Linked DNA regions of Oryctolagus cuniculus: region 1 is linked to region 2. A link is a contact called in public Micro-C data. All regions are on one chromosome and are shown on one strand. The core of a region is the stretch at or near the end of the contact, and the rest is flanking DNA. Distances in the headings are between cores, read along the strand shown. Region 1 overlaps CENPK (centromere protein K). Region 2 overlaps LOC103349635 (a long non-coding RNA gene).

Region 1 (5,014 bases), core at 1,837-4,336, 440 kb after region 2:
ACTACTATGATTCCCCCAGTAATCTGCCCTGGTCAAAGGGTTATTACTTGTCTTTTTCCTCTATCATCTTTACTTCCCACTCAAGTGATCTGAGTGTAGCCAAGGTAATAATTTCCTCTCATGAACTATTATTATGGAGCTAAAGAACATGTATAAATCCCTCTCCACTTCTTTCATCCATCTTAACTCTTATTATTTATTTTAAGGCTGATTTGGTCTCCATCCAAGAAGCAAAAATTCCATGCTCCCTTTGAATATTTAACTTTTACACATGAAAATTAACTTTTCATTTCATTTCCCATTTACTCTCTCAGTAAATATTTCTCATCAGCAACTAATTGCCAAGAACATGACTAGGTTTCTAAGTACAAAGGTCATTTATAAACTTTCTGAGATTAGTCTCCAAGGCAATATATAATTAAACACAAATTACTCAAAATTTACCTATCAATAAAAGCAAAGGAGTCAAAAGTTAAAATATAAAACACAACTTACAAAAGTCAAGGCCTAAATTAATATAAACCCAAAATTTTTATAGATAACAAGGTAAATATATGTTATCTGTATCAGAACTTCTTTCCTGGAAAAGAAAAATCAACATCTTTTTCTCTTGGGGCTATTCAATATGTTGATAACCATGTCTTTTGGGGGAACTAAGAGAGTATCTACTTCCCCTCCTCTTTTTCTCCCCTAAAAATATTCCAAATATGCTTTTAACTCTGTTAATTCATTAATTTTATTCATTCTCACTAAAGTCACAAACAGAGTAAGATTTGGCAGACAGGTCCATACTAAACCACGAGTAGCTGCTAGTGGTTGCTAAGGAAATGAAGAGGAAGTAGTAACAGTAGACAACAGTAGAATTAGTCTTACAGGTATTGGACCAAACATGAAAATACTATAATATTTTAGGTCTTAACGCTGTAGGTTTTCCTCTTGGGGTTCACAAAAATAGAAATAACATAATACTGATATTTGTTGCCAACTGTGGCAAATGAATGGATTTTATTTGTTTGAAATTACTTATTTGCCTCTATGTGCTGTTCTTCAAAAATCCAAAATATCAATGATCACATTTAAGCACTAAATTGAGATAAATCAAATTGCAGCTGCCACTTTGTGAAACACAGGAAAACAATGATCTCTAAAATTAACTTTCTTAATTTCCCTCAGCTATACCAGTTTTATGTTACCTTTCTTTCCCTGACATGAATTCTAAGAACTGTCATTCCCACATATAAAAAGTTTCAGTCTAATCAATGTAAGCTAAAAAAAGAAGAAAAAAGAAAATTAGCCCAAAAAATCCAATCATAAAAGAATATGCTGCAAATCACATACTCCAGTGTCTTTTTAAAAAGTTCCAAGCCATGCTTCAATTTTTTCTTCCCACTCCACTGCACACCCTGGCCTTCGGCCCCCCTCCTCCTATTCCACTTCACCCAGACAGAGGGTAACAGTCTGAGCTGCCCTGTTTGAGTTGTGATCCTAACGTTAACATCCAGCAGCCCATTTCCAGACAGCAGCGCTAAATCTATTTGGATAAAACGCGTGTGACCCAGACAGTTGGCATTTGGCCCAAACGCGTTGCACCGGCAGCTCAAATAAAAACAAGAGTAAGAAAACTCACTCTTGTTCTCTCTCAGTGCGCTTTCTCATTCTCTTGCTCTTTGCCTCTAATACAAGGACAGAAATTATCAGACGGGAATTGAAGCACACACTATCAGGAAAAGGTTTTCCAATACTCCATCCAGCATTCTAGCTTCCCCCTCCCATATCCCTGAACTTTGGTCCCATACACCATATATACAGACATACCGCGATAAACAAGGCTCCGGAGGGCTATGAGTCTAGCACGTCCCAAGTGGCCAAAAGTAAATCAAAAACACACGCTTCCATCTCTTTGATTAGCCTATTAAGAGCTTAACAGATCCTAGAGCATCAGGGCTGCAGCTCGCACATTAATGCTACTCCCTGAGCCCACACATAAAATATGCACTTGTCTGAATACTTAAGACTGACATGAAACTATAAAATGCAGAAGATTTTTCTTGAGGAAAACTGAAAATCGATTTAAAACACACACATCATCATTACTTTCCTGATGACTATTTGGTGATCAGTTAAGAGACCACAATAATCATAATAAGTCCACTGCACAAAACATGTATATTCATAAAATAATCATATTTTTGCATCATAAAATACTTGCAAGTCCCAGAATTCTACAACCCCCGACTAGTCTGGAGTTAAAAAGATTTCTATCTGTAAAATGAGTTCAGTCAAGCTCACTCATTGCCATAAAACACACATACACACACACACACACACACACACATACACAGAGAGAGGGAGGGAGAGAGAGAGAGGGAGAGAGAGGTTTTCTAAGCGTTATTCCGAAGACAAGCAAAGCACAAGTTTTTTAAAAAAGGTTTCATTGAATATTGTGAAGTCTTCCTTACCGTTTTCATCTTCAAATTCTGATTAAAAAGTAAGTTTCAAACAATAGAGATTGCACTGGACGACTCACGTACTCCCTCTCCTTTTTTTTTTTTTTTTTTGCCCCCCCCCCCCTTGCAAAGCCACACCAGTTATTCTGCAGTTATTCTGCAGCCAGAATAAAACCCTATAGTCTGGCTAACCCAGGCTTTAGAAAAGAGACTTTACAATTTGGCAGAAAAAGAGATACCTTCAATACAAGCAGGCTATCACCCTGAGATGCTGCCTTTGCAAACCTTCTTTCTCCAACCCCCCCTCCACCACTTTCAAAAAAAAAAAAAAAGGAAAGAAAGAAAGAAAGGGAAAAAGACTTATTGGGGGTGGAAGTGGTGCCCTCTCTTCCTGGACAGCTTAGTGCCTTTGCTATGCAAATAACATGTGCAGAGCATCAAAAGGTATCAGGAGAAAAGAAGACAAGAGGAGCAGGAAGGGCAGCAAAGTTTTGTTGAAGTAGCCCTAGATCTCACTACCGGCCCCCAGCCAACTTGAATTGCAGCAGGAGAAAATTTTGGCAGCTTTTCCTCGGAGGCAGAGCACACTGACGTCAGTCTGCAGATGTGCCTTGGCTGCGTCGGGTGCGCATGTGTCCTGGGTCGTCACGTGGAGGGGGAGGGGAAGTAGAGGTACAATCAGGGTAACCAACTACCAGCCATTCAGAAGGGCTTAGACAATGTCAACTTTTCCACCCTGTGAATGAGAGAAATTCTGGCCTCTCTAACCTCTCTCCCCTAACCTACTCCGCCTCTTTTTCCTCCTCCTTCTCTAACCTCTTTCAGAAACTCTAGCCTGGTTTGTTATTAGTAGTTTCTTGGAAAAAGGAAGGGAGGAGGTAGATGAGTGACTTTAGATGGACTAATGTCACTGTTAAGATCTCCTGTGTCATTCTCCGTGCATTTTTTTTAAGTGTACACAATAAAAATGTTAAAAGTTGCACATAAACAGTACCGCTGAGGAAACTTACAGCAAACTTTATAGATCAATGGAGTATGCAGATTTCAAGACGCGGTAGCTACGTGTGTACAAAATGCCTGTGTGTTTTATATACATTTCAACAACTAAAGTTACCACCAAAAGGAAAAGTAAACTAAGACCAGCACAGTTTCCATCTGATTATTGACTTCAGGTTATGTGGGGCTTTAAAAAAAAAAGAAAAAAGAAAGAAAGAAAAGTGGGGAGGAGGGAGCGGAGGAAGAGACAAGCTTGCATTATTTCCAGATGAGGGTGAGACTGGATGGTGTTTTAAAGCGCAACCACGAAAAGCTGCAAGTGGAGTGCATTTTTTATTAAGTAAGTACATTGAATGAAACTTCAGTGACTGCCCAAATGAAAATAAATCCGCAGTCAGCCCACCTCCCCACCAAAAAGGAAAAAAAAAAAAACAGGAACCCCGCTGCGATCTTAACATAAACAAACAAAACCTCAGAACCGGTTCTTCAAGCTTCCCAGTCCTACCTCCCCCCCCCCCCCATCCCCATAGGTTCACACACCAGCTGCCAGTCCAGTCTTTAAGGATAAAATACCACTACAATGTAGCACTTTCACTTTCATTTGCTGGGAGAAAGCCACTGGCGTTAAACTGTGGAGAATATGCCCAATATGTTTTCCATGTCCTGAGCAAGCAAACAAAGTCTGGCACACAAATCGGAAACAGGAAAAAATGTGAAAATAGCTCAGGACAAATGCTGTCTTTCAGTGGTGTAATCTGCTGCATCATTTATCTGTCTCTACCGCTGAGTGTAGGGTTTAAAAGTTTCTGAGACTGGGGGAGGGGAAAATTGACGCCTTGAAAGTCCAGTCCTAGGTTAACGCCAAGTCAATTTCCGATGGCCACAACCAAAAAGCGGAATTGGACTTGAAGGAAGGGGGTAGGAAGGAGGACCTTTCTGAATACCAATTCTTAAATTTCAAGTTTCTGCTAACATTATTGCCCATTTGATCTTTTTTTCTTCCTAAACCGGAGGTAGTAGGTGTAATTCTTCTGGTGAATCCATGAATAGTTGGCTAAAAGAAAGCATGAATCAGACTCAGAATGTCCAAGAATAAAGTTCTTTCAGTGCTTCATTGAGGTTTGAAAGAGGAAAGCATCTGTCCACAGAATCGATAGCCCTCATTTTAATCAGAGGGTTTTTGGCTAAATGCCATTAAAATATGGAAACAGGTCTTGTGGTTGGTATTGAACTGATAGAATTAAATAAAGATAATTCGTGTGTGTGTGTGTAAAATACATGAAGTGGCTAAATCTCAGAGCAATAATACCAAAAAAAAAAAAAAGTGGACACAAAGCAAGTTTTGTGTCATACCACTTTTTAAATAGTCATGAACTTTAAAACCTTCCTTAATTTTTCAAATAGGTACATGGGGACAGACAGCACAGAAAAATAAGGTTGAGCAGTAATCACCTGTATACTCTATCTGAAAAGTTTTTGCCCTCAGCTAAAACAAACTGCCCTAGGAAGGAGCAGAACTGTAGAGGAACTTACTCACTTTGGCTAATTACTTATTCAAAGAGTGCCATCCT
Region 2 (5,281 bases), core at 43-2,542:
TAAAAGAGAACAAGAGTTGTAGAATCAGTAGCAGCTAGTGTGGAACCATGGCTGTGAGCTCCAAAGATTTAAAGGCCTGAGACTCCAGCCTTGATCAAAAGCAGATAAAAGGCCCTTCTCCCTGCCAAGGCGATCTAACATGCTGTAGCACTTACTGTACTGGTGAAGTTCATAAAACAACCCTGATGAGGCCTTTGTTTTCTAAGAGAAAGGGAAAAGGAAAGAAAAGGAAAAGGCTGGGCCAAGGCTCCATGCGCAGGGTAGTCCGTGTTGCAGACTGGAGAAGCAGCAGTTCTACCCACCTAGACCCAGACTCGGCTTTATCTCCTTTCACCTCCAGGCTCCAGGTACTTTCCCTCTGGGCTGTGGCCTCTGTGGCGCCCTGCTCAGCATCTGCCTGAGCTGCCAGACAACAGAGTGGGGAGGCTGACCAGCAAGCACTCAAGTGGGAGCTCTTTCGTCAGGACTGACCGGGAAGCTAAGCTGGAGGAAGAATCTGACACGAGCAAGGCCACGAAGGCAAGGTGGGGGTACCCCTCACTCCAAAGGCTCCTTCGTGGCCTCTCCTCCTGAGCCGGACCCCGGGGCCTCGCACGAAATAGGTTCTTGTTCCTACTTGCTGCACCTAAAACCTGTCTGGCTTCACCCAGAAATAATTCTCAGCGGACCTGAAGAAACGTCACTGCCCAGTATCCTTTGACATCTCAGACAACCCGAGTGATGTTCTCACTTTCTCCAGGGCACACCTTTTGTGCAAACTCTCTCAGGACAGCCGTGAGGGGAAGCCTGCGCACACCAAAGGCTCCTGGTCCCTATTCTGCTCCTACCGGTGGGGAACCGCACCCCAACACCCGCCATCCGCCGCTGACAGAACCGCCGAGCCGGGACTGCGGTACTCTGACGACGGGAAGAAACCCTTAACACGATTTTAAGGAAAAGAAGATCATGAATAAACATGGGGCGGTAGCACCCACGTCGTTACAGCGGGCGGCGGTGAAACCCTATACTTTTAATAAGAATGCGCCCTCTCTCGAAGGATCTTCCAGTGACGGGCCAGGACCTGATTTACCCATTTCGACTCTGGTATTAGACTACGTCTCAGCCAAACAACTGCCTCCCCACCGCAGTGACTGTGACCTTTCAGAGCACGGCTGGGCGCGGCGCGACCTCGGCCAGTGCATTAAGAAACCTGCGCCGAGAGCGGACAGACAGCGGCCTGCTGGGGGCTGCCGCGAGCCCGGCCTGCACGCTGCTGCGCATGCGCCCCGCGCGCCACGCGCGGCTCCGGGACCCTCTCGGGGGAGGGGCGGGGCGTGAGCGGCGGTCGCCGGCTCCGCCTCGGCGTCTGGGAGCGCGGTGTCGTCTGGGGCACCCTCGCCTCTCACCCCGACCGGAAGTCTGCTCAGGGATTTGTCCCGACGTCGTCGTTAATTAGCGCTTTGTGGTTTGCATAGGGTGACGTCATCTCTGCTCCGCTGCGCCCGGCCACGCTGGGGCCTGGGTCGAGGAGGCTCCCCCGGGACCTCGCTCCCCGGCGCCCGGCCCGGGGCCTGCATTGTTTAGTGCTACTGCTGGCTGGTTAAGTGCGCAGCATCGAGGTTTTCTCCCCCTTTTTCGGAGTTGGAAACACAGGACATGCCCTCTTAAATGTCTGAGCCTCCAGGCTGTCTACCTCTTCATTCTGACGCACTTCCTTCCAGCCTTCCGCCCGCGTGTCTTTGCAGCTGTCTTTCAGGTTTTTCACATTGCTTAGCTACAGTCGTTTTATAAATATGTCACCTTGTGTCCTACCTTTTTAGCTTAGTATTGTAGCAGCAGTATTTCACATAGCTCCCCTTTAAAAGCTCCCAAAGAGTCCCTTTAGTGGAGATGGCATCAGATACTTAGACGTTTCCCTTCGTGGAAACCGGAGATGTCTCTAGGTTTTTGCTAGCACATGGCCATACCTCCACGCTTCCCCACGCTTGCCCAGGTTTAATGGTTCATGAGACATGATGGGGCATAGGCTGAGAGACCACACCTTGAAAGTGTGATGTTCTGCCTTGCTGATGGTGGGGAGCAAGGGTGGAGATTGCCTGCCTGCAGGATGAGTTTTTGTGCCTTTGCCATGGGGATAGAGTCAGAAAAGAGGGGAAGCCAGCATCTGTCCTCATGAAGATAAGTGCCGATGAATCTGGGAACACTGATATTGAGCACTTAGTTTTAATTCTCTTAGTCACAGCCTCCAGTGTTCTGGGGGAAATCGTCCTTGTCCCTTTTCCTAAAAGATGGGAGAAGTACAGGAGAAAGCACTGGGCCTAAGGGAGGAAACGGTAGCACCACGCAGTGCATTTTCTGCCCTGCCGTGCTCTGGCCCTTTTCTGTAAGGAGTCTTCGCCCCCACTTCCTGTAAGAGCAGCACAGAGTTTCTGTAAGATGCCAGATTTCTGGGATAAGCAGAGTCCTGAGCCATCAAAACCGTCTGTGAGCTCCTGCCTAGGCCTCCTCTTTTATCTCTTGCAGATCACCCTGTTTGATAGTTGTGACACTGGAAGGGAATGGCGGAAGAAAGGCTGGTGGTTTGAGAATAGATCAGCCTCCCAGGGCCTTTGTCTGGAAGATCTCACACACTCTACCATAGTTGGTGCGGTTAGCGAAGGCCACGTGACTCTGCTAAGAGTGACTGTCAGCGCTGGGAGATCACTGTCCAACCAGGGAGTGAGCAGGAACAGCATCTCCCTCTTTGCTGCCTGGCAACTTAATTTTATGCGACAAAATGTGACCCAGACTCTCCAGCCAAGCCAGTTTTCAGTATTGAGTGTTTCTGTGAGGAAAGCTCCGTTGACCAGATGGCCACATGCTGCATCCTGGTTGCAGGTCACAGCACAAAGCAGGCAGTTTCGTGTAATTGATGTGTTCTTTGCAAGGCAGCTCTCCATTCCTGACGCATGTGAGAGGTCGCAGTAAAGCACTGACATAACGTCAGGAGGGAGAGGCTGGTCGTGGTGGCTCTCTCTGCCACCAGAGAGAACCAGAAGAGGCGCCTGCTGTTCCCCCAACCCCTTTGCAGAGCAGCTCCCTCTACGACAATGCAGTGGTCACCTCCTTCTGGCCCACTGCCTCCCCCCACCCACACACACTCTCCACCTGGAAGGAAGGCAGATCACCGTGTCTCCACAGGGGGGTTGCTCTTGCAGGAGACCCAGCCCTCTGAGGGCAACACCCCAGACCTGGCTGCCAGCAGCAAACACACCAGCTCCCAGTTCTCCCCAGGTGCTCATTTCAAAATACCCATGGATTCTCCATGCTTCCATTTTTGGAGGACGGTTTCCTTGTTGCTGTCCAGCTCACACAGGATGGGGAAAAAGCCAACTCCCGTCTCATCATGTCCAGTGAGGTCAGTCCCTCCAGGCCTGTGCTCTCAGCATCCCTTCCTCCGACAACATTCTCTAGGCATTGCTGACCCTGCTGTGTTCTGACTGTTAAAAGGTCACCTGCGTTTTGAATTCTTTCCACTCTCCTCCCAGTTATTTGTGATAGCCTCTTAGAAGCTTAAAAATAACATCTATTCCCCAAGTGGTTTTGTGTATTTCCATTTGGCAAAACTTTATTTTGTTCCATGTGTTTCTAAGGGAACAAAAATGAAAATGGTTTATGTCCTGCTTCCTACAGTGGCTTGACTGATGTTGTCAGAATTGGAATTGTCCCTCAGTCCAGATTGGGTACACCCAACCATCAGCTAAGGCCTAATGCAGACACTTTATAAACTACAAAAACAATGGACATTGTTTGACTGTTGGGAAATCTACTGCTTGTACTTCCTTTAATCAAGCCTTGAGTTTTTTAGTAAAAAGATTCAAGCCACCTAGCGTGGATGTAACAGTATAAAAGTGGATCACACTATAAGCATAAGCCATGACATTTTGTCCCCCTATTAAAAGAAAACTGAAGGGAATATAAGAAGCCATGGTGGAGGACACCAGGTACCAGAAAGGGTCCATGGGGAGCTTCTGGGGTGCAGGAAATACCTATTTGAAGATCTGGGTGATAGCGACATGAGCACATTTACTTTGTGAAAATTAACTGAGCCCTCCATTTATGATCACATTTTTCTGAATGTCTTCTCTACTGTAATAAAGAGTTTACGTAAACAAAAATCTGATGGGTTTTGTTGAGGTAGGCAGTCAAAGCAATGAAAACAATTATTCCTTGATTCAACAAACATTTTCTAGTGCCCATTTGGTACTCAGTGGTAAACACAGACTTTGAACATTCATAGAAATTAGTAGGTCAGGGGCCACATGGCCTGACTTCAAGGAATCTAAAGCCAGTTACCATATAAGTTTAAAATACTCAATGTAAATACCCATATTAGGTTTTTACTTGTGGCGTAGGCGCCATAATATTATAAGATGTGAATGTTAAGGGAAACTAACTGAGGAGTATGTGGGAATTCTCTGTGCGGTGGTTGCAACTTTTCTGCAAACCTAACCCCACTCGAAGCATAAAATTACAATTAAAAAATACTCAAAAGAACGACTGTGAGGGGTAGATTGTTTTGGGGTCAAGAGAATCAGAAGCAACTGTGTAGAAGGAAAGATGTTTGCACAGGGTCTCAAAAGAAGAGTGAGATCAGAATGAAGGGAAGCGATAAAGAGGTTTTTCTAGACAGGGAAACATGATACAAGAAACTGTGGAGAGTGTAGAAGGACAGCAAAGGGTTCTGTCAGGCTGGTGTCCTGGGCATAAAAGAGGAGAGGTGTGGAGTACAATCAGACAGGCAGAGGGCCTTAAAAGCAAACCAGAAAGAGCCTGAAACTTTAAAAGTTAACTGATACACATTAAAAAGCTCTGAATTGCTGTTGAAATCCATTATTTTACAAGAAAAGATAAATATGTTAATTTGAAAACAGATAAGAATTAATATACTCAAAGCATCTCGCCAAGTCCATGTACATCTTCTACAGAGCTAAAGGAATTGAGTCATAACATTTATGGAACATTTGTGATGTGCCTGGTGCTTTATGTCTACTCTCTTATTTAATCATCCTAAGATTCTTATGAAGCAGCTGTTCCTATTTTATCTTACAGATAGAAAATCGAGAACTTGTTTGTTTCCAATAAATACAAAAGAGTCATAAATATAAAAAATAGATACAGCCACCTGAGATCTTGTTTGTTTCCAACAAACACGAAGTCATAAATGTCAAAAATAGATACAGGACTTCATGCCAGAATGTGTGCTTCCGTGGTTGAAATGGAACTCTGAGTTGGAAATATGTTTACTTTTACATTTTATTTA

Evidence for each region. Hi-C and Micro-C count contacts between places; a contact is called where the count stands out from the background.
Region 1: a Micro-C map of ear pinna shows a contact between it and region 2, with 5 times the contacts expected there. The contact joins two enhancer-like sites. A contact is called at or near these places in 3 of 6 Hi-C or Micro-C datasets (ear pinna, psoas muscle and an unstated tissue).

Annotation. Positions count from the first base shown.
Region 1 is chr14:86,446,820-86,451,833 of mOryCun1.1, forward strand. All of the region lies in intron 12 of CENPK (centromere protein K), which reads right to left. Among named protein-coding and RNA genes, the nearest start is that of ADAMTS6, 9.1 kb to the left of the region's middle. Within about 2 kb of position 3,087, at least 6 of the 8 cell types and tissues checked have an H3K27ac peak or open chromatin away from gene starts, as enhancers often do. A contact at or near this core is called in ear pinna, where this site is marked.
Region 2 is chr14:86,008,884-86,014,164 of mOryCun1.1, forward strand. It overlaps LOC103349635 (a long non-coding RNA gene), which reads left to right. Exons shown (of 4, transcript XR_517807.4): 4 at 341-5,111. Among named protein-coding and RNA genes, the nearest start is that of CWC27, 250 kb to the left of the region's middle. Within about 2 kb of position 1,293, at least 7 of the 8 cell types and tissues checked have an H3K27ac peak or open chromatin away from gene starts, as enhancers often do. A contact at or near this core is called in ear pinna, where this site is marked.